Regions from separate parts of the Mus musculus genome. Here regions 1, 2, 4, 5 and 6 are each linked to region 3. A link is a contact called in public promoter capture Hi-C data. All regions are on one chromosome and are shown on one strand. Each heading gives the region's core, a stretch centred on a gene start, on an enhancer-like site or on the middle of the called end of the contact. The rest is flanking DNA. Distances are from core to core; before and after follow the strand shown.

The links. Promoter capture Hi-C pulls out the DNA fragments that hold promoters and counts their contacts.
Region 1: a promoter capture Hi-C map of pre-B cells shows a contact between it and region 3. The contact joins the promoter of Trim3 here to the promoter of Trim68 in region 3. A contact is called at or near these places in 5 of 39 promoter capture datasets (cranial neural crest, embryonic stem cells, hippocampal neurons and 2 more), 1 of 484 Hi-C or Micro-C datasets (CD4 T cells) and 1 of 115 datasets of contacts at active chromatin or transcription factors (astrocytes).
Region 2: a promoter capture Hi-C map of pre-B cells shows a contact between it and region 3, with 8 times the contacts expected there. The contact joins the promoter of Dnhd1 here to the promoter of Trim68 in region 3. A contact is called at or near these places in 5 of 39 promoter capture datasets (the 3T3-L1 cell line, embryonic stem cells, hippocampal neurons and 2 more) and 1 of 484 Hi-C or Micro-C datasets (CD4 T cells).
Region 4: a contact with region 3 is called in a promoter capture Hi-C map of hippocampal neurons, with 10 times the contacts expected there. The contact joins the enhancer-like site here to the promoter of Trim68 in region 3. A contact is called at or near these places in 4 of 39 promoter capture datasets (cranial neural crest, hippocampal neurons, pre-B cells and 1 more) and 2 of 484 Hi-C or Micro-C datasets (cerebral cortex and myocytes).
Region 5: a contact with region 3 is called in a promoter capture Hi-C map of pre-B cells, with 11 times the contacts expected there. The contact joins the promoter of Apbb1 here to the promoter of Trim68 in region 3. A contact is called at or near these places in 3 of 39 promoter capture datasets (cranial neural crest, embryonic stem cells and pre-B cells) and 1 of 115 datasets of contacts at active chromatin or transcription factors (astrocytes).
Region 6: a contact with region 3 is called in a promoter capture Hi-C map of pre-B cells, with 21 times the contacts expected there. The contact joins the promoter of Smpd1 here to the promoter of Trim68 in region 3. A contact is called at or near these places in 5 of 39 promoter capture datasets (the C10 cell line, embryonic stem cells, hippocampal neurons and 2 more), 1 of 484 Hi-C or Micro-C datasets (pre-B cells) and 1 of 9 other capture datasets (liver).

What each region holds. Positions count from the first base shown.
Region 1 is chr7:105,631,780-105,635,620 of GRCm38.p6, forward strand. Trim3 (tripartite motif-containing 3) reads right to left here and starts at 1,792. Exons shown (of 12, transcript NM_001285870.1): 1 at 1,598-1,792. Arfip2 (ADP-ribosylation factor interacting protein 2) reads right to left here. Exons shown (of 8, transcript NM_029802.4): 8 at 2,422-3,841.
Region 2 is chr7:105,649,338-105,653,021 of GRCm38.p6, forward strand. It overlaps Dnhd1 (dynein heavy chain domain 1), which reads left to right and starts at 1,439. Exons shown (of 44, transcript NM_001370803.1): 1 at 1,439-1,604; 2 at 1,735-1,934; 3 at 2,165-2,969. The coding sequence starts at 1,871. It also overlaps a transcript of Timm10b not described here.
Region 3 is chr7:102,685,888-102,689,399 of GRCm38.p6, forward strand. Trim68 (tripartite motif-containing 68) reads right to left here and starts at 1,440. Exons shown (of 7, transcript NM_198012.4): 1 at 1,254-1,440.
Region 4 is chr7:105,517,194-105,520,887 of GRCm38.p6, forward strand. The region is part of intron 2 of Gm36847 (a long non-coding RNA gene); the gene reads left to right. Among named protein-coding and RNA genes, the nearest start is that of Smpd1, 35 kb to the right of the region's middle. Within about 2 kb of position 2,423, at least 19 of the 459 cell types and tissues checked have an H3K27ac peak or open chromatin away from gene starts, as enhancers often do. A contact at or near this core is called in cerebral cortex and hippocampal neurons, where this site is marked.
Region 5 is chr7:105,579,682-105,583,309 of GRCm38.p6, forward strand. It overlaps Apbb1 (amyloid beta (A4) precursor protein-binding, family B, member 1), which reads right to left and starts at 1,810. Exons shown (of 15, transcript NM_001253885.1): 1 at 1,454-1,810.
Region 6 is chr7:105,552,869-105,556,867 of GRCm38.p6, forward strand. It overlaps Smpd1 (sphingomyelin phosphodiesterase 1, acid lysosomal), which reads left to right and starts at 1,492. Exons shown (of 6, transcript NM_011421.2): 1 at 1,492-1,969; 2 at 2,354-3,126; 3 at 3,639-3,810. The coding sequence starts at 1,664. It overlaps Gm39063 (a long non-coding RNA gene), which reads right to left and starts at 1,493. Exons shown (of 3, transcript XR_869857.2): 1 at 1,234-1,493.

The sequences.
Region 1 (3,841 bases), core at 542-3,041, 2.9 Mb after region 3:
TTTAAGCCATGAAATTTAGGATCTAGTCCTGTCACTAACTCTACCACACAAGATAATATCTAAGCAACTTTTTACCCCATACCCATATTTGTAAAATGGGAGGAAGAGGATGGTCTTGTTTTCAAAAATCAAGGCTCCTTCAGACTGCAATGTGCCATGACTAGATCCTAATACAAACTACTTTGATGATTTGACTGCTAACTTCCATCACATGGTTAGGCATGTTAGAGAGTGCTCACAGGCGACCCCTCCTCTTGCTTTCCAAAATAAATGTTTTCTGAGATTGTCACCTTGGCATTCACTCTCAGGACTCTCCTCTATAGCAATCACATATCTTCTGAACAAAGGCGATACTATCCCACCTATGGTTCTTTTTTTTCTCAAGTTCCATGAGCAGAAATGCCACTGTCCCCTAAGCAGTTGAGCTGGTAACTACCATATAGAAAGTACTCAATAGATGCTGGTGACAGAAGAGTTATGTTTAAACTCTGCAGGTTCCTCTCAGCAAAGAGAAGCAAAATCAAAAGCAGAGACAAGACAAAGGAACAAAATTCCAAGGAGAGAGACCTCTATAACACAAGGTAGCTTCCCACAGTCTAAGCAGTTAAGAGGTAATATCACTGGAGGCATCCAAGCCGAGAGAGGCAGGGCACCTGTCAGGCCTGCCGCTCACATTCCCATTCTGCAGCAAACCAGACCCCTGCCTAGGAGATAGGCACTGATACGCTGCACAGTATGTCTGGAGACCTGGATAATCACTGCATCCACCCTGGAATCTCAGATCTTCCCTCTGGAGCAAGTCCTGGGTTTTAGCGGTCCGCATAGGACTCCCACACCAGGAACATGCACAGGGCCTGCCTTTTTTTTTTTTTTTTTTTTTTTTTTTGAAGTCAGAATGACCTCCCTGGGGTGCAGCCTGCCCTTCCAACCTGCAACCATCTGTCCCTGCAGATTTGTGGCCCAGGTTCTGAAACCAAGTGCAGGGGGAAGGAGGTGGAAACCAGGGAGGGGACAGGAGTCCTCCAGTCAGGGCCCAGGCTAAGGGAGAACTAGAGGGGTCCTTTCCTACAAGACACAGCCTCTGCAGGAAGCTTCCTGTCCAGCAAGCAGTGCCCGCAGTGGAGGAAGGATGTCCTCCATCCTGGCTGGTGGGCTTCTTGGTGCCTAAGGAGGACGGAGAAGGGAGCAGGGGTGGAGGAGTCTGCACTCAGGAGAAAGGAACCCTTTGGACGAGCGGGGCCACAAGATTCCAGAGTGCCAATCAGCAACCCCACCCACCCACCCCCAACACCATCGGCCGCAGCTTTCGGTACCCTCCGCCAACACAGAGACTCCCAAAACCCGCGCTCCTAAAATGAACCATCACCCATCCACCCGCGCCTCCCCCCACCACACAGCCCGCAAACACGGACCTCACGTGAGCAGCCACAGCCCAAAGAATCCCCCGCTGCTCTCACAGACACGGACACGCCTCACGTGGACAGAGACAGGAACAGCTTTTGAAAAGCATCCGCGCCCCCACCCAAAGACGCTCGGACCCACACACCGCCGCTAGCACCAGGACCCGCACCCCGATACACAGGTGGACCAGACGCACCCTTGGGGCCCGCGCGGCGCACTCACGGCGTGGGAGCAGGATGGGAGGGCAAGGCCCGGACTGCAGCCACTCGGAGCGGCCCGCAGCGCTGCCCCCGCTGCCAGCGCCCGTCCGCCCGGCCCTGCCCGCGGCGCCGCCCCACGTCCCGCGCCTCCGTCTGTCCCCGCGCCGGCGCCGCTGCCGCTGGACCCGTCGCACAGGCCGGAGGGAGGGGCCGGGGCGGGGCTGCGGACCGGTCGGGGGAGGGGGCGACTCCGGAGCCGAAGGCCCGCCCCAACCACGCCCCCACCTCTCAGACCACGCCCGCCAGCCCCTCCGCCCTTGCGGCTCTTGGCTCTCCCTCTGCGGTGCGGTTTGGAGCTGGCAAGCGGATCCCGGATCCTAGATCCTAGATCCGGGATCCTCGCCTGCTGCCTCTGGCTCACGAGGCCTAAGGGCGAGGGTGAGTAGCTGAGGTCTGATAGTGGCACTTGATGCCTTCAAGTAAAAGCAGCTAGAACCAGCTTTAGTACTCCGAGAGTCCGTTCCTGCTGCTTCTGGTCGCTCCTTCCTGGGCTTTCCCGGAGGCTCCTGTGAAATCTGCTAGTTTGGTTTCCACTGAGCAAGAGGGAGGGGGACCACCTGTACCTCAACCCAGAACTCTAGGAGAAGGGGTTTGCAGGCCAAGTGGGAGACTTCTTTTCGGTTTTAGGTTCCTCAGGTGCCGCCTGAGGAAATTTGGTTTAGACCATCCAGCGCGACTCCTTCCTTACACCAAAGACCCAGAGCAATTCTCAGAATCATTGCATTATGGAAAAACAGCCTAGGTACAATACAATAAAAACTGTACATTAACAGGGACTGAGTGTTTATTACGTGCCAGACAGAGCTAATCACTTTACATACATTATCTCATTTAATACGCATAACCGTAATCGGTAGCTGCTTTTATTAGCAGCTTTACAACGGAAGGAGCGGAGCGAGCTTATGTTCCCCAGGCATTAATCCTAATCAGCTAGAAAATGGTGGAGCCATGTTTGGGCTCTGCTTTCAGGTTCTGTCTCCAACCATTTGAAGATTCAATGCCCTTACAACAAAAATCCTCAGTGGCCCATAAAGTAGGGGGCTAATAAGAGAACCAGCACCTCTAATAATCAAGGCAGACAGCTGACTACATAAAGGCTAATTAAAGCCCCAGAAGCCTGGCTGGGGATTGCAGTTATCACTGACAAAGAGTCAAGTCAGAGTGGTGTGCACCCTGTGCTGTGGGAACCTGCTGACTGGGTTGGTCCCCTTTCTCCACCCTCTAGAGGGGACAGAATGCTGAAGAAGTCTGCAGTTGTCTTTGGACCTGTAGTTGACCGCACTCAAGCCCTGTCTAAAGTGCTGCTGGGAGTTTTCTTGTGATTTCTTATACAATTAAGGTTTGACTTCAACAAGAGCAGTGCAGGTTGCAGCAGGTGCGGTGAGAATGCCTTTATCTCTGCGGTAGCTACTCACTGGATGTGAAGGAGCTCAGGCAGGGTTCATGCTTAGAGTGACAAGCAAGGGTCACTAGGCTACCCAATAGTCCAGGAAGTATGTTCTCTACACTTCGCTTCTCCCGTGCTGCCAGACCTCTAAGAGGTTTCTTAGTTCCATTTCTCCAAAGATCAAGTCTGCCTCTTGTCTCTCACCCACTTAATTTTTCATTCTGGACTGAATTCTTATTCAGACTTTATGAGCATTGGCCTTTCTTCCTCAGCTGTTCGCTACTTACTTTTCAGATCTCAGCTTTTAAACTGGCATCGCCATCCCTACCTCAGTCTAAGCTAGATGCCCCTTATCTGGTGCTCCCACTGCATCTTGTATCCTAGCATTTCTCATTGTATTGTAGTTGCCTGGTTACTTGTCTCTATCCCCCACTAGGCCTTAAGCACTGTGAGCAGGGACTGCGTTTTATTCACTGATGTTTCCCCAGGGCCTAACGCAGTGCCTGGCAAATAAAAGCACTCAGTAAACATCGGCTGTATGATTGAATGCATGATGGTTAGCCGGCCCAACCCCCTCTGGACCCTATGCTCTTCAGACACATAGATTGCCTTGGTGCTAACGGGAAGAGAAAAATAAAGCGTTGGCTCTGAAAGTGAGGGGCATCAGGCCTTCGGCAGCTTCTCAAACTTAGCTGCAGCTCTTCTGAATTCATAGGAACTGAATGCAAGATTACTGGGCATTTCTTACCAATCCACCCTCCTCTAGTCCCCCACAAATTGACCTCACTGGGCC
Region 2 (3,684 bases), core at 189-2,688, 3.0 Mb after region 3:
ATCCCCTGTTGGGTCATTCTCTGCTCCACAGTTTGTCTCTGTAACTCCAGGAGCTTACATTTTTTATCAGGGTAAATGGATAAGCAAATATGAGATAGCAATCAAAGTATGGGGTAAAATTAGTTTGGGGAAAAGAGGGTCTGGACCTGGGAGAGTGCTGACTTCTGGGAAATTAAAGGATTCACTATAAGGGGATGCATGCCTGAGCAGAAACTTGAAATAAAAATTTGAGAACAATGTGGAGAAAAGTGCTCACTCTTGTATACAATCCTTCCACCAGTGAGATGAACCATCAAGGTTATACCTTCTAATCTTTCCCAAACAGCCCCAGCAAGGGACCAAACATTCAGATATATGAACCTATGGGGTCATTCTCATTCAAACCACCACAACCTTTGCAAAAAAAAGATTAGATGTGAAAGTTTTATTTTTGCCTAGGTCAGGGCAAGTGAAGGAGTGACACAGGCAACTTCCAGGTTGTGCCCTTCATAAAGAGGTGTGATTTCTTCTCTTCTTCATCTCACTAGTTGTAATGGGCCTAGGCAGAGGAGGTGATGAACTAACTCTCTTGGATCCTGAAAGCAAAGACTATTTGCTTAGCCTTAGAGAAAGCAGAACACTCTAACCATGGTCCTGGGAATACTCAAGCTTGAATGTGACTCAAGTGAGAGCAAACACTAAACTTCTAGTTGGACACATACATATAATTCTTTCCTTCAGGAGGTTGAGGCAGGGGAGTCATGACTTCAAGGACAGCTTTCATTTCTAGACTGGAGACTAAACCCAGGGCTTTGAGCATATGAGGCAAGTGTTGGACCACTGAGCTATGCCTCTCACCTGTGAGATCTGTATCTCAGACTTAAAACTTGAAATATATGAAATCAAACACCCTACTCCCCCCTCCCCCAAGTCTACTCTTTTTACTGTCTGGCCTATCAAAATTTCCACTGATTAGAATAAAATCTATAACAGAGGTAGGTTGCTTTCTTCCTTTCTCTCTTTCTTTCTTTCTTTCTTTCTTTCTTTCTTTCTTTCTTTCTTTCTTTCTTTCTTTCTTTCTTTCATAACTAAACCACTCACTACTAGATGTGTAGCTTGTTGAGAGAGATACAAGATGTTTGTCTTACTCGGGTTTCTTGTTGGGACTTGAGGTGGGACAGTTGGATATGCTGTCAAGGGAGGGGAGGGAAAAATCAGTGAGCGAGTGAGTCCCTAGGATTACACTTGCTTCCTACGACCACGCCCCTAATGCTGTTAGTGCCCCCAAATCAATCTTGTCATTCAGTCTCCCGCTCAGCCAGATTCTTTTTGGGCCTTTGGGGTGTCAGGTTAAAAGCAGTATGCTAGTGTGGCCTGGGTCCCGGTCCCGCCCCCAGGCCCCTCCCACATGCCTGTTGAACTCTCCTTCTAGCTCCGATTTGAGGCTCGGGCCTCCAGGATTCTGTAACGGTTCTAACAGCTGGGAGCAGGTGGTGCAGCTGAGTCCTCTGCTCTGGCTCTGGGATCTGCTACCCTTGCCCTCAGTGGCTCAGCTCTTCCAGTGCCTAGGGAGGCCCCTCCCACTGGCGCACCGGGAGCTGTCTTCTGCCACGTCTTTCCGCTAGGTGTCCTAAACTGCTTCCCTACCCAGTAGCCGGCTTTGCACTCTGGACCTTCTCAGTCTGTGGTAAAGGCTTCAGGGGACGGGAGCTTTGCTGCCTTTGAGTGACAACCCTTTTGTGTTTCCTTTTCAAGGTGGTTGCCAGCCTCCACTCTGAAGTTTTCCTCATGTGAACACAGTTTTTCCAAAGATTTTGCAAGCGTGTATCGGTCTCTGTGTTAAGTGACTGGAACTGAGTCTAAGTTCATTCACGACAGGGAGCGCTCCGCAATGAAACCTCATTCACAGACCAGTCCCCCTTCCCTTCCCATGCCTTCTACATCCTGCAGGCCAGGTGAGACGAGGCCTTGGAGGGTGGGAAGGAGCTCCTGGGCAGGGAGGGCTCCCTCTTGGACTTGTGCTAGTCCTTGACAGTGAGTGGCTCAGTAAGGGCCCTCTACTGGTCTTCCTATGCTCTGCAACTCTATATCCACCTTGCTGTCCTAACCCTACTGGCACAGCCCAGAGCCAGAACTTCTACATGTCCCTCCCTCCCTCCCCCCCCCCCCCCGCTGGGTCCCACAGGTCAGACCCAGAAGCCAAAAGCCTGGAATTGGCATTTGGACCCCGAGCTGTGGGCAAGATCTGTTCGACAGCAATTGAATACCTGCCTCCACTTTATTCTGGAAGAGAAGAAAAACCCATGGTTTTATACCCTTCAGTCTGGGCTCGTTGGATGTAGCTGCAGCGGACAAGAACACTCTTGGGACTGTCAAATGAAACAGGAGGATCTCAAGGCAGTGGTTGAATCAGAGCAGCGGACACTGCTGAAGCTGCTGCTGTCTGAGCTTCAGTCTCTGTTCTCAGCTGTGATGCAGGATGGCAGTTGTGAAGCTTGGCGCTATCTGCATGCAGTACTGGGCCTGTTGCCTCCATACCGTGAGATGCTAGCTGGTCAACTCGAGTTGCTGCCCTTCCTGGAGCAGCTGTACTGCTGGGCACCCAAGGTCCAAGCCCGGCTAGAGCTGGACCTGCTAGATGCCATAGACAAGGCCTTTCCCCCAGACAGTTCTTTGTTACATAGTTCTTCCCATGTTGACTGTGGTCTATGGATGAAGAGGTTTCATCGAGGGCCTCCATGCTCAGCATGCCCTTTTGTGAAGGCCCAGTGGGACCGGCAACAAAAAAAGGAATTGGCCACGTGGCTCCGACCATTGACACTGCCTGAGCTACAGCACTGTCTGGGCATTGTTGGTGCTGAGGTGGCCCTAGAAGAGACCCCATGGCTGGACAGCCTTAGTCTTTTGCCCTTGGCACTGGCTACAGACATCCCTGTACAGTATGAAAGCAGTGATACTGAGCAGGCAGAAGGCGAACCTGCTGGGAGAAAGTGAGTGGCATGGTTTGGGGCTTTAAGTAGAAGAGATAAAATGAATTAGTTTAGGTGCCTGCAGGGCTACTGGCTTCTTGAGCCAGCTCCTCATGGCTCTTCAGGATTAGCCCACCTCTAAAGTGAGCTGGACTAGGCTGCACCTTTTTCACTTGCAAAAACAAAGCTAATGTCTCAATGCTAATCTATAGGGAAACACTGAAATCAATAGCAGCCATTAGGAAGCCAAAACTTGACCTTGTAGTTTCCAGTCTTCTCAGACGGTGCCAGAAGCTTCTTTGGGGTTCATATTCTTGGTCATTTATATTTGCCAAAACATACTTTGGGGCATATATTGTGCTGGTCCTAGGAACTCTATATGGGGTCTTTGGTTACTCTAGGGAGTGCTTGCCTGGGTGGTCTTCCTCCACAGGTCTATGTGAACTATTCCAGGTCTAAAGCAAAGCACTGCCTCTATGTCAACTTCATGATCTGACAGTAAGGGTGGCCCCTTGAGTAATGATCTATTCCTTCCAGTCCCCCAATCTGGCTTCCAAAATCCTAGGATTTCAGAATGCCTAGAAGATCCCTTCTAGGAGTTCTTTTAGTATAGGAACTTCTTCCTAGCTCTGGCCTGCTTTTCCCTTTTTATGTCACTTGTCTATGATATATTCACTCTCTAGGCAGAAAAAAGCTAACTTTGCATGTAATCAAACATGACTTACTTGCTCATTTT
Region 3 (3,512 bases), core at 190-2,689:
AATCCTAAGATCCAGTTGTGCACTAACGAATACTGAACTCAAAGGCCCATGTACGCTCCAGCGGAGGGATCATGGAGTAAGCATCCTCCTTTCACCCCCTCACCCCCTCGACTGTTCTGAAATGCTGGGGATTTAACAAGAATCTCAAGCATGCTAGGCAGATGCCTAAGTCTTCTTACTCTCCCAACTGCACCCGTGGCAGCCATATTCTCCTCAGTGCTATGTGCAGTGCTTGGACCCGGGGTCTGTTCATTTTACCCTATTTGGAATCACACTCTTCCAACTGAGACTGTTTCCACGATCTCACTGTTGATATCATTTACCAGAGTCTGTGGGTTTCTTAATTCACACACTAGAAATTTACTATTCATATTTTCTGTTTTTCTTACAATATCCTAATGTCGTGGTACGTTTAATACAGAGTTATCTTCAGTTTTGCTCAGTGTATTCTTGATGCCAACAACAGTGTCTCAATACTTGTTAAATGCATGAGAATTCAATGTAAATGTTTAGGCATAGCTGATAGTAGAGGTGTTAATATCTTCATCTAAGGCAGTGTGCATGTGTCCACCTGTTCATGCTTTGGTGTCAAAAGCACTACTTAAAGCTACAGAAAACCAAAAAAACCCCCAAACAACAACAACAACAACAACAACAACAACAACAACAACAACAACAACAACCAGACAAAACAGCAGATGAAAATTTGGAAGACACTGGCAGTAGGAAAGCGAGGCAAAGAAAGATAGAAATGATAAATCAAGATAAATCACAAAAATGTAGTGGAAGCATGTTAGTTCTATACATTGCCTCAAAAAATGTAAACATGGGAAAGATGTCAAAGATCTGGAGATAAATACAGTTTTCCAATAGAGGATCTCCAATAGAGATCTTTTATCAAACATAAATACTTGGTCAAAAGTTTGACTCATTAACTGCTCAGACCTGTCCAACCTGTAGCTGAGGGCAGCTGTGAATACAGGCCAAACACAAAACTGTAAAATGTTAAGTTTCTTTATGCGATTTTGTTCTCCAGAGTGAACTTTGTAGACTACAATATCAAAAGGTTGCACCTAGCAACCAGTGCCTCCACGGTCCTCAGGGCCGCGAAGGGAGGGGGAAGAGCCTGGAAGCGGCAGAAACCAGCCTCGGGTCTGGAAGCAGTGGCGGTCCGTGCCTTCCTGACCTTCGGGCACTAGGCAGTTCCCCAGGGCGGTGGGATTGGGAACAGGGGAGGGTAAAGAGGGCAGGACCTGTGTTGTCCTCCAAAGAGGTCTGCTGTCGCCTCCTTCTCTAAGCAGCTGTGGAGGCGCGGGGCTCCAGCGGTCCAATCCGCAGCGTAGGAAGCAGCGGGGCGCTCGCCCGCCGCCGGAAGCCGCGATAGCAGCGGGGGCGAGGGACCCAAGGCAAGAGCCGCGCCCGGAGCTGCAGGACCCACCCACTGCGCCGGAACCGACGAATCACTTCTGCACTCAGAGTGGCCTGATTGGCTGTTCGCTTGCCACGTTTCCTGGTTGAATTCAGCTACCTAGCGTGGGTGCGCAGCCGGGCTTCCTTAAGTGGCACCTTTACGCATTGGAATCCGCAGTTCCCTGGAACACGAGCTGCAAGTGGCTGCTCCAGGTTTCAGACAATTAAGCAAAAGTTTTAATAAATGCTTCTGTTTTTCCTGGCTAACTCTTGACACTTACATACTTTTGGTAGCTCCTCATTGCAACAAACTAGTTTCAGAGTTAGAAAACATATTAAATTACGAAGTCCTGATCATAAGCTGCCAGTAAAAAAATCTTTTTAAAGCAGTGTGTAAGCTTTCCTCTCGTCCAACCGCAGAGACACACAAGACCAAGCGTGTTAAATCATAGACCTGGATTTTTCTTTGTAGTTCTTTGGTTCTTTTTCGGATACTGGGACTTTTACTGAGTAAGCAAGAGAAGACACTCAGTGACATATGGGAAGTAACGAAAAAAATTCCAGATGAATCCAGCTTCCAGTGATATGTTTATCGTTGGGACCCATGCTCTTTGAATTCCATGACAATGTCAGAGCTGAGGACATGGTTGACATTCTTCAGGGTGACACCCAGAAAATTATTGAAAATAGACAGGACCAGCACTGTAGGGGGAGAGGGAGGAACTGAGATTTGAACTGAGCCTCTGCTTCTTGGTAGAGACAAATGACTGACCTTATGTCACAGTGAACAGATGGATTCAAAGAAGACATTTAAAAAATACTAATTGAGCATGCATACAAAGAGACCTGGATTGCAAGACTGGGTCATACATTCTCTGCCTTAAAGTCAACCAAGTTCAAGGGAATTGAAATCAAAAGGGGACATCTTTTTCATTTGTAATTGAATGTGTTTGTAACTATGACTGACTCTCAAAGGCCCTGAGAATAGGACACCATAGAGTGACTGGGGGAAGAGGCTCTTGCTTATGAGGAGCACTTTGGACTTAAAAGTTTTGAAGACACGATCAAGTAACCTCATTGGCTGATGAACTTATACAGAATAAAAATAAGAACAGGAGAAGACTGGCTTCCAGGAAGCTAGGAGAAGGGTCTCTAAGCCCATCCCTACAGTGACACACTTCTTCCAACAAGGCCACACCTACTATTGTTAGACCCCGAAACTGGGGAGACTTCCGCTCAAGTCCCGGGATGAGCTGGCCAGCACTCCAATAACTCGAGAGAAAACCACACCTGATGCAAAACTGCAAGAGGCTTTATTGTCAGCTGAGGATGAGCTCCCTATCGGTAACAGTAGGGGGCTTTTAGAGGAAAAACGTGAGGAATTGGGAGGAGTTGGGAGGATGAGTTGGCTACAGCTCATCTCTGGCGGGTGTCCTTGGTAAAATTACAAGGCATGAGGAGTGGGGAGTGAGTTGTAGCTCTTCTTTGTGGAGTCTATCTCCGTGTCCTTGGCACAGGGAGCCAGGCAAGTACCTGGCTAGGTCTTTTTACAATTATCACAACTCTGGTTGTAAGGTATAGAAACAAAAAGGCTTTTTTGCTGGCTATAGAGAACAAAGAGCTTCTTTCTGGCTGTATTTTTAGAAATCAGGGAAAACAAGCTTGGGGGAGACGCTTTAAGTCGGGGTCTCACACTATTAGTGCCACTCCCTGGGCCAAGCATATTCAAACCAACACACACACACACACACACACACACACACACACACACACACACACAGAGAGAGAGAGAGAGAGAGAGAGAGAGAGAGACAGAGACAGAGACAGAGACAGAGAGACAGAGAGATTGATTTAGATGATTTGTATGATAGGTTCTGGGTATTAAAAAAACAACCATTAATATCTTTTATAGCAATGGTTCTCAACCTGTGGGCTATAATCCCTTCAACAAACCTCTATTTCCAAAATTATTTACATTATGACTCACAACAGTAGCAAAATTAGAGTTATGAAGTAAGAGTGAAAATAATTTTATGTTTGGGGTCACTACAGCACAAGGAACTAACTGTCTTAAAGGGTTTCAGCATTAGGAAGGTTGACAA
Region 4 (3,694 bases), core at 1,173-3,672, 2.8 Mb after region 3:
CCAAAGCCTATTTTTTGCCTTTCATACATATTAATAAATAGAGCCTCCAGGGTGAGGATTCAGGTCGGAGAAACAAAACCACCCTTTGTTAACCAAAGGCACAACAGGGTAACCACACATTTCTTTCATTCATTCATAGTGAAGTTACTGAGCGGTACTGTACATTAGTCTCAGGTTAGGTTTGGAGAACAGACAGTGGATAAAATTGAACTTACCTCCCCATGGAAGACTCAGGTTTTAGACTATGTGGGGTTTTGTTCTCGGTGTGTGTGTGTGTGTGTGTGTGTGTGTGTGTGTGTGTGTGTGTGTGTCCCACACATCCCTTCACCCAGTCCTGCACATCACTGCTCTTAACTTGGAAGCCAAGGATCCAAACCCAGGTCCTCACACGCATACAGAAAGCGCATTACTCACTGAGCCTTCACCCCAGCCCTTGCATGGTTATCAATGGAAAGGGGCTGGAGAGATGGCTCAGTGTTCGCAGCACTTCCTGCTCTTCCACAGGACCCAGGGTTGATTCCTAGCACACACATGGCAGTTCACAAGTACGTAACTCCAGTTCCAAGGAATCTGACACCCTTCTGCAGTCTCTGAGAGCAATGCACACATGTGGTACACAGACATGAAGGCAGGCAAGACATCCATGCACATGAAATAAAAATAAATAAATCTTAAAACAAAACAAAAAAGCATAAGAAATATTGGAAATGAGCTGAACTGCTTCTGTATGCAGGCCTGTACTTTCTGCTCTGGATGATAATGGGTGAAGCCAAACATCTGTCAATGATGCACATCTGGCCGCCCCTTCTAGGAGATTCTGGGACAGCTTAAGGAAAACTCGCACTGTAAAAAATAATTCCTTTAGGTTCACTTGTTTGCTTTAGTTTGAGTTTTGACAGCATTTCACTATGTAGCTCAGGTAGGCCCCAAGCTCATCATGTCCCTCTCAGCTGCCCAGGGCTGGGACTGTACATGCGCAGCAGCAAAACTACATAAATAAAGTTGTTGGGAACATCTCAAAACTGACCCACAAAAAGACAAAGCAAGCTAATTAAAGAGGCCCAGAAACTAAGACCAAAATGTCAGAACTGGCATGAGAGATCAGCTATACAGGCTGAACAAAAGGCAAGCTGAGTTTAAGAAACTGATTTGCAAGTTGCTAGAGGCTGGGTACACCAGTGACCCATACAGATGCCGGCAATAAAGGAGTCAGAACAAGGGACACACAGGATTCCTAGGCAAAATGGTTTGCCAGCCATGCATTCATATATTTGTTGATCAAAATCCACTGCTGTGCTGGACACTCAGGGACATAGTGTTTAATTTCTTAAAATGTGATGAAAAAATAGAAAAGTAAACAAACATACAATATAGCATGTTTACTGCAGTTAAGAATATGCACGAGGGCTGGTGCGATGGCTCAGTGGGTAGGAGCGCCCGACTGCTCTTCCAAAGGTCCAGAGTTCAAATCCCAGCAACCACATGGTGGCTCACAACCATCCGTAACAAGATCTGACTCCCTCTTCTGGTGTGTCTGAAGACAGCTACAGTGTACTTGCATATAATAAATAAATAAATCTTTAAAAAAAAAAAAAAAAAAAGAATATGCACGAGCTGGGTGTTGTGGCAAAGACCTTTAACTCCAGGATTCATGCAGGTGAGGCATGAGTATCCTCATCATGAGTTCAAGACCAACCTGGTCTACATAGTGAGTTCCAAGAAGACCTGGGATACAGAATAAGTCTCAAATGAAACATATAGGACTGGTAAGATGGCTCAGTGACTAACTGCCAAACCTGAAGGCTTGAGTTCTACCTCCAGAACCCACACACATGGAATTAACTACTAGAAGTTGTCCTCTGACCTGTACATGTGCACCATAACACATACACACATATACCAGCTATACCCTATACATGTACATATGCTTGAAATCACACGTATAAATAAATATAATAATAAATATTTTAAAACACACAGGGAGATACACACATGTGGGGTCCCACTATTAAAGTTCTTTGGGTAGCAATTTCACCTTCACTAATTTGGGGGACAATACATGTACTCAGAAAGTGGTTCTTTGGGGCTATGCTTCATGCATAGCTAGCAGGAGCAGGAATGGGCAGATTGCAAACTCAGCCATGGTCTTGCCAGCTTCAGATTATTGTATCTTGTTGAGATGACATCGTTATTTTTACCATTGGCTTCGGTTCCTGCAGAAATTCTTCCTGGGTTTAGATAAAATTGGGTTTAGCCTTTGAGATGTGTGTGCATATGGATGTCATCCATCGTGCGTGGGTGATGGAAGAAAAGCTTAAGAATGGCCTCCACGCGTGGCTGCACACAGCTCAGGGTGAGTCACGAACCTCAGACCAGAAAGGAAGCTGAGTGGGAGGCCAGAGCAGGCAGAGCCTCAGGTGTGAATCGTGACAGCTCAGTCTGGAGGCAGTCAGGTGGCAAGAGGCCTCTCCGATGGGCCTCCCACGGAGATGCCTATATCTACCCAGGCCAGGAACGTGGCAGAAGGTCCCTGGAAGGCCAATGCCAGGCCAGAGTCCCCTTATGTCAGCAGGGCGCTGTGATCTGCAGAAATAAATTGTTAAATCATTTCTATTTTCTCTTTTCTTCTGCTTGGAAAAAAAACAAAAACCCTTCAGAAAATGCTATCTGTTCTTATGCCAACGAGTATGCAGCTCTTGTTTAATTTTAAGGTATTTATTAAAAGCAATATTTTTTAAGACCTTAAAATGAAATGCCACTCTGAGCAATGCTCAGAAGAATGGAAGAAAGTTTTGCTCACATTCCTGAGTTATTTAAGTGCGCTGGGGGTGGGGAGTGAACTGGTTAGAAATAGAGAAACAAGAGTAAGCAGGAGGTTTTAAGTCAGAAAATTCTAAGGTTTAATAAAAGGAGAGACAGAGAGAGACAGAGAGACAGAGACAAACAGAGACAGACAGAGACAGGCAAGGGCAGAGGGACAGAGACAGACCAAGGCAGAGGGACAGAGACAGATCAAGGCAGAAGGAGAGAGAGAGAGAGAGAGAGAGAGAGAGAGAGAGAGAGAGAGAGAGAGAGAGATTGAGAGAGAGAGAGAGAGCGAGCCTGGGAATGACTCTGAGCTCGAAGGCAGCTGTGGAAATGAAGGAAGTGAATAGGGACCTGGCTGGCTAAGTCGGGCTCTTTCACCAGCTCCCTGACCTGGCTCATGGCTGACTGCCAGGAGTGCAGCTTCTTTCATTATGGACGAATAAGGTTGAGAGAAACTAAGAAAGGAGTCAGCTTCGGGCCTCATAAGCCCCACAAAGTCCTAGAAGACTAGTTGGTGAGAGGGAAGTGAGAAAGGAATGTCCCCAAATGGGCAACCTTTAAGTCTACGTGTTTGAAAATTAGCCCACATGCCATCTCCCCATAAAACCTTTCTGGCCTTTTGGCCCTGGCTGACCTCTCCCTGGCTTTAATTATCAGCTTAGATCCCTTTCCTGACTTGCTGCTTGTGAGCTGTCTGACTTTCTGTGCTTGGCCTGATTCTGAGTGCTTGGGTAAAGTCTTTTAAAGTCAGTTTTGGGGACAGATTTTTGGGGGGAGAGAGGTTGTTTGTTCGTTTGATTGATTTTGTTTTTCAAGACAGGATTTCTCTGTGTACTGTTGGCTGTCCTGGAACTCCCTCTGTAGACCAGACAAGTTTTGAACTCAC
Region 5 (3,628 bases), core at 560-3,059, 2.9 Mb after region 3:
CCCAGTCTATTCTGTTTTCTTATGACATCTTTAGTACCTCTCGCGGTGCCTTGTAAATATTAGGTGCTCAAATCCTATTTGTTAAATGAATAAATGATTGGATGCATTTTTAAAACGACCATTATGAGTGCTGTGTAACTAAGAGGGAATAAACAAGAGCAGTCAGGGGGGCTGTCTTCACTAAGTGTGACAGCAATTGAGCTCCAGTGACATTAGCAGACCTGAGAAATATTGAAGTCGTGGGCATGACAGAGCTTGGTGAGATCTGATGTCGAGAGGTGAGGGTGAATGTTGCTCAGACCCCACCTCACTGTGACCATAACCTGAACTGAATGGACAGATGTCATTGAGAGAGGCTGAAGGAACAACAGACATGTAAGTGAGGTATGAGGGGAACAAGAGATGTTAATTAATTCACCTTGAAATCTGTAGGTTTGGAATTCCTGTTGAACTGTTCAAAAGGATGTCAGAGGACAGTTGAGTATATATGAGTTTGCATTTCAGCAGTGGTCTGGGCCAGACAAATAAATTTGGGACTCAGCAGCTTATATATGAAATTTAAAGAGTTAGACATGCAAGAAATGGTCAAGGGAAAAGGTCAGAGTGAAAGAACGCAGCTCAGGCCAGAATAGCATCACATATGCAGAGACGAGACAAGAGAACACTTCAAAGCAATAGACAGTGCCTAGGAGGAAAACCAGGAAAAAAAATGCTTCAAGGAGACTGACACATACTCAGTGGTAATGGGCTCACAGCCGCCAAGTGTCCATTGGAGTTACAAGGAGGGCTCCAGTGACCTTGCTCAGAAGCTTCGGTGGATGTCAGAGACAGAATGGAGTGGATTTTTAAAATGAATGGGAAATTAGGGGCTCAGAATGCAACCTACAAACAGGACTCGGAAGAGGCTGGAAATAACATCTGAATTGGAGAGGGAAAACTGCTCCTAAGGAGCACTCTAGTCGCTGCTAGGCCTCTCTGTCAGGCTGAGATGGGAACCCCGCCGGTCCCAGGGCACACCCCTCGGTCGCTGAGGACAACAGAATGCAGCTTGACAGATCCCAAGCCTGGGGCTCTAGTCTGGAATCGCACGGCCTGGCTCCTACCCGGATCCAAGTCCCCTTCCCAGCATTAGACGTCCCCTCCCCCACTCTTCTATCGCCCCTCGCTCTCCCCCCCCCCCCCCCGCTCACCCCCTCCTCCCCGCCCCCGCCGGGCATCCTAGAGGATCAAGAAGCAAAGCTTTGGGGAGCGGTCGGTGTTAGGACCAAAGTGATCCTGCGGAGGGTGATTTTGCAGGCCCGCGGTAGGAAGGCGGCGAAGGGAGTTGGGTGGGGGGTAATCAGGCCTGGCTTGGAGACCTGGACTTCTGAGAAGAAGAGGCTGCAAGGGTTAAGGGCTGCTGAGGCTGGGGATCCTGCTCCCGGGGCTGGGCTGGAGACGGAGCAGCACCTACCTGCGCGGCGAGGCCCCAGGCCCAGGTGGCGAAGGTAGCTCAAGCTGCAAGGCTCCCGCAACACCGCAGCTTCTCCATCACAACATCCCCCGCCCAGGAGCGCGCAGGCCGCGAGGCCGCGCCCCGAGCGGCGGAGCCGCGCACGGGAGGGGGAGGGGCGCCATCTTGGCCGGGGCGGGGCGCGCGAGCGAGTGCGAGCCGCACTGGCTGCAGCTGCCCCAGCCGCACCCTGCAGACCCTTGACCCTCGCAAGCCCTGCGTCCCAGGCCTCCTGTCTATCCCCGCACGGCTGCACCCAACTCCCAGGACCCTGCCCAGCTCTCCCCTTCCATGCCACCGTGGACTCACCTCCGCGTCGGTCCTGCACCGACGCCGGGAGACGCGCCTAGAGCACGGAGTCTGATCCGCTAGGGAGGGGGGAAGGAGGAGGGTGGAGAGAGACACGGGTGCTGGGACCGTGGCTGCGCCTCAAGAGGCTGGCAGCCGGCTGCTCTCTGGCTCTTGTGGTAGCACTCCCTGACGTCCTGTGGATAATAATAGCGCGTATTTATTGACCGCTTACTCTGTACCAGGCTCTATGTTCAACCATTTGCTTGCATTCATCCTCAAACCAGCGCTGTGCAATTCCCACAATTGTTGTTCTCGGGATTTGAGAGGCAGGTGCTGACATTCTGAAGGGTAACACGACTTGCCCTCAGTAACAGAGTAAGTGGTTAAACTAAACCAGAACTGAGATATTTCTTACACTCTACCCGTGCCTCTGAATATAAAGCTATGACACAGCGTCCCCCACCCCGCCTCCCCCCCCCCCACTGCACTCCAGGGTAGAAATTAACTCTAGGAAAGGACCAAATGGAGAACTGAGTGGAAATTAAACAGAAATGCTGTACTTGGCTATTTTCCTGTTCACTGCAGGCCCTGGATAGACAATGAGGCAAATCTTAATGGTCAGATCCCTGACATCAAGGGCAAAGAGGGGCAGAAACCCCAAAAGCATTGTCCCCTGAGCTGTGGGCTCGGTGGGCTCTGAACATACTGAAAAACTGATTGGAGATGCATCTAAGTCTAACAGTGCCCAAATCTAAATTTGTTATTTCATCTTATGTTCATCTTCTAAAGAATTTCCCTGACGTGGAAAAGTACACACACACACACACACACACACACACATACTCTTAATGCAGGGTCACTTTATCAATCTCTGGCTTGTTCAAAGCAAGTACTCCAAAGTACTTTGAATATACTTTCATTTATCCCTGGGTAAATATGAATGTTTTAAATTTTTGTTATAGACATTTGCACTTATGTGCAAAAGTGGAGCAGTGTAACAAAACTCCCTATGTCCATCACTCATCTTGTACAGTTACTGACTTGTGGCTAAGAATCCATTGTAATCTGACAAGCACCTAGGAAATACAAACCATGTTGGATCCCAAGCCGGACATAAAGATCCCCAAAAGAATCTGGTTCAGCTGCATCCCACCTGGAAGACACGCACCTGACCTGGATCCTTGAGAAATGAGCACGTGTTACCTAGAAGGACATTCATTCATTCACTCACTCACTCTCAGCAAATAGGTGTATGGTATGACACACTGTCCTTGGTGCTAACACCCAGAAAGCAAAAGAGAGTTCCTGCTTTCATTCAGCTTACAGATTAAAAGAGGGAAGAGACACCACATAGGTAATTAAAATTATGGTGTCTTAAGGAAAAGACACGGGACACTGTGTGTGTCAGGTTATTCTGGCCCAGGAGATTTGGAAGGCTCCCACAGGAAGTAAAGTTTAAGTGTGAGGACAGGATGACATAGAGGTCACACAGAAGAGTAGAAAATTACTCAAAGTAGCAGGAGTACAGGAGGAGTGTGAAGATTGCTGTAGTTTAAAGATGGCCACCCAAACTCACGGTGAGTCGAGAGGGCCATAACCAAGGCCAGCCTGAACCCCAGAAGTCTGCCTCAACCCCTCCCACCCACCCTGGCCCCCCGGAAGTCGTGAAGGTTCAGCTTTTATGGGTGAATTTGTTCGTTCGTGGTTTAATGTATTATAGGGTTGTGTGGAGAACAGGTCTAGTATAAAAGCTAGTTTGTCTGTGTCTTTTTTTTAGCACGTCCCTCTTCTTACCATAGAGATGACCCTGTGCTATCTTAGACCCCCACAGAATCCTAACATCAA
Region 6 (3,999 bases), core at 242-2,741, 2.9 Mb after region 3:
GGACAGCCAGGGCTATACAGAGAAACCCTGTCTTGAAAAAATAAAAATAAATAAATAAACAAAGCCAAAAGTCCCTTCTATCCTGAGAATTCTGAATTAAAGCTTTGTTAGAAGATTGGCTGGCTCCCGAACTGTGGATCCTGGGGCAAGACATAGTGAGATCCTGTCTCAAAAACAAAACAAACAAACAACAACAGATAAAATAGGATTAAAAACACTTAAGAAGACCTTTGAGAGATGAGATGTAACCCATACCTGGCACCATTATCAGTGTAAGGGCCTGTGGCTAGATAGGTCATAACCCCCATAGCGGGGCAGAGAACCTACTACTATTATTCTGCTAATAGGCACAGTATTTAAATGACTTTAGTGTACCCGTAGATCAGAGCACTTAGCAGTCCTCACCAGTGAAGCTTCTTGAAGCAGGAGAGAGTTAAACACAGACACCTACAAATGATCATCAGAGAACAAGAGACTTCGAAGTGATCCTCCCTAAATGGGGTCTATATCACACCTCTCCTTACAAGGCTAAGTGATTGAAAGTGGGACTGAAAGACTGGAAGAGCCAGAGGCAGCGGGTGACTAAAGGAAACTTTTCTGGCACGACAGGGAAGTTGCATGCAGTGAAATCGCCATGATTGTGACAGCACGCACAGGATGTTCAAGCGAGACAAAATTCCAAAGGCTCACTCCTAGCTAAGGCGTATTGGCATCGGAGAGCTCCTAGAAGAGGCAGTTTTCTTTTTAAGGATATGACGACCCCTGGTAGGTTGACCAGGCTCCAGGGCAGGTCCCACACCTAATAGTGTTGGGACCTGGGTAGAATTCCCAGCACGCAGCACGGGCGTGGCGACCTCAATACATCTATAACTCCAGTCCAGGTGGATCCTCTTCCGGCCTCCAGCAGGCACCACGCACGTGGTGCACACACATACAAAATACCCATACACATAAATAAATAATAATGCAAAATTTTAAATTAAAAGAAAGACACATTAACAAAACCTTAAGTGATTCAAGGCTGCTGTAATGGTGGCAGAGCATAGGAAATCGAGGGGAGGACCGTCCATGGCAGGTCAATCCGCTCAATGCAAGCATCGCTGCCCCAGCCCTCTCTAGTTAATCTTCTCAGTTTAATGACCAGCTGAGCCGGGCATCTATTCTAGGAATCTGAATGTTTAAAAAAAAAAAAAAAAAAAAAAAGCGGGGAGGGGGGGTGGAAGAGAGGGGCACCTGGGAGTTCCCTAAAGGGCTTCCATCAGTTCTGGGCAGAAATTATCGGGGCCGCCGCCCGCAGCCTCGCGCAGCAATGGCTCAGGGTGGTGAAGCTTGTCTCTACCGAGGTCACCTACCCACCCCAACCCCGCGGGTCCTAAGACCGCCCGGGGTGATTGGGCTGTGGCTGAAGAAGGCGGATCAGGGCGGGTTGGCGAGCCCCCTTTTGCTCCGCCCCCAAGGTTTTGACAGCCGCTCCCCCACAGTTGCTGGGCCATAAGAGGAACAGGAAGGGGAGGAGCTGTTTTGTGGCTGGCTGCTGAGCTATCAGTCAACCACAACGAAGGGTAATCAGGTGTCTCCAGCGTTACCCGGGCCCCGAGGGCCAGCCAGGGCTTCGGCCTGTGGGGCCTGGAGGGGCAAGCCAGTCCTGTCTACGAGCCTGGCAATGCCCCACCACAGAGCATCATCCGGCCAGGACCACCTCAGAGCCGGCTGGGAGCAGAGACTGGAGAGGTCCTTACCGGCACCCAGAGTGGGACTCCTTTGGATGGGGCTGGGCTTGGCGCTGGTTCTGGCTCTGTTTGACTCCACGGTTCTTTGGGTTCCTGCCAGAGCTTATCCTCTTCCTTCTGAAGGCCATTCTGTCAAATTCAGTGCCATAGCGCCGCCGCTCCAGAGTGCCTTTGGGTGGCAGAACCTCACTTGCCCCGCCTGCAAAGTCTTATTCACTGCTCTCAACCATGGGCTGAAGGTGAGTGCGTGAAGGGCTGTTGTGGAATGCTGGGGGCAGGATGAAGTGCACTGGTATGCCCGGGGGAGGGGGCAATATATTTCTGGTAGAGGGTGCTTCCTATGCATCCATGTTACCACTACCCCACTGTGACCTTTATAAAGTTAGGGAGAGTAAAGTCAGCTGGCTAATTGTGGGCTTGAAATGGTAGCACACCCTGAGCTAGAGTAGGTAGCTAGAGGCCTGGTGCTGAACTGCTGGGCAGTGTGTGGGAGATACTGATGTCTCTTTATCATGGTGACAGAGTTATCCTAGCTCCGATTTAGACATGGAAGCCTGTGGAGTGGTGGCCAGGGTTCACTTGTTCTGTCTCTGACCTAACTTCATTGGTTCCTTCCACCACAGAAGGAGCCCAATGTGGCACGGGTAGGCTCTGTGGCCATCAAGATATGCAAGATGCTGAACATAGCACCACTAGATGTGTGCCAGTCAGCCGTCCATCTCTTTGAGGACGATGTGGTGGAGGTGTGGACACGTTCAGTTCTGAGCCCATCAGAGGCTTGTGGCTTGCTTCTGGGCTCCTCTTGTGGACACTGGGACATCTTTTCGACTTGGAACATCTCTTTGCCATCAGTGCCGAAGCCACCCCCAAAGCCACCGAGCCCACCAGCCCCCGGTGCCCCTGTCAGCCGTGTCCTCTTCCTTACTGATCTACACTGGGACCATGAGTACCTGGAGGGCACAGACCCTTACTGTGCAGATCCACTTTGCTGCCGCCGGGGGTCCGGATGGCCACCCAACTCCCAGAAGGGGGCTGGGTTCTGGGGCGAGTACAGCAAGTGTGACCTGCCCTTGCGAACGCTAGAAAGCCTGTTGAAAGGACTGGGCCCTGCCGGCCCTTTTGAAATGGTGTACTGGACGGGAGATATCCCTGCCCATGATGTCTGGCAACAGTCTCGCCAAGATCAGCTGAGGGCCCTGACCACCATCACAGACCTCGTGAGGAAGTTCTTGGGCCCAGTGCCAGTGTACCCTGCTGTGGGCAACCATGAGAGCACTCCTGTCAATGGCTTCCCTCCTCCCTTCATAAAGGGAAACCAATCTTCACAATGGCTCTATGAAGCCATGGCCAAGGCATGGGAACCCTGGTTACCAGCTGATGCCCTTCACACCCTAAGGTACTTACTGTCGGTGGAAACCCAGGAAGGAAGAAGAAAGATGGATGAGGGAGAAAGGAGGAGGGAACTGGGTAGACTACTCCAGCAGGTGTCCTCAGCACTCTCTACTGCCCTCCCTAACCTGACCCTGCCTTCCCTTTAATTATCTCCAGCCACCCTCTTTTCAGAGCTAGCAGTACATCCCCACTCCCTAGCTTGTGTCTTTGCCTACAGTAGCTCTCTTTGTAAAATGAATTCTCCCTCCCTCTTTAATATCTCCCATTTTTTTCTCAACGTGGCCAGGCCTATAACATCTCCCGACAGAAAGGCCTTTGCTTTCTGACTCACCTCACTCTTTGTCCTGAATTCATGAAGCTCTCAACCCTCTGAGGCTTCTTTACTGTCAGAGGAGCCCTATAATTACTGCTGTTGGTCTTCAGCTAGGGTGGGAGCTCCTGGGGGTGGGAGATGACATCATGTGTACCTCTGCCTGATGTGCAGGACTATTGACATCTCGGTTACTTTTGTTTCAGAATTGGGGGCTTCTATGCCCTCACCCCACGCCCTGGCCTCCGCCTCATCTCTCTCAATATGAATTTTTGTTCCCGTGAGAACTTTTGGCTCTTGATCAACTCCACAGATCCTGCTGGACAACTCCAGTGGCTGGTGGAGGAGCTTCAGGCTGCTGAGAATCGAGGAGACAAAGTAAGGGGATGCGTTATGAACCGGGTGGAGAAGGTGCTGTTGGGGCTGAGGAGAAGCAGGCTGCTGTGTGTGGGGCTGAGATCTGTGAAGAGGGGAGTGTCGCTTCACTTCCTAGAACTACTGTCTTCCCTGGGTCCATGTTCACCTTCCTGTGTCCTTCGTATACTCAATCTTCTGTCACTCTACCCA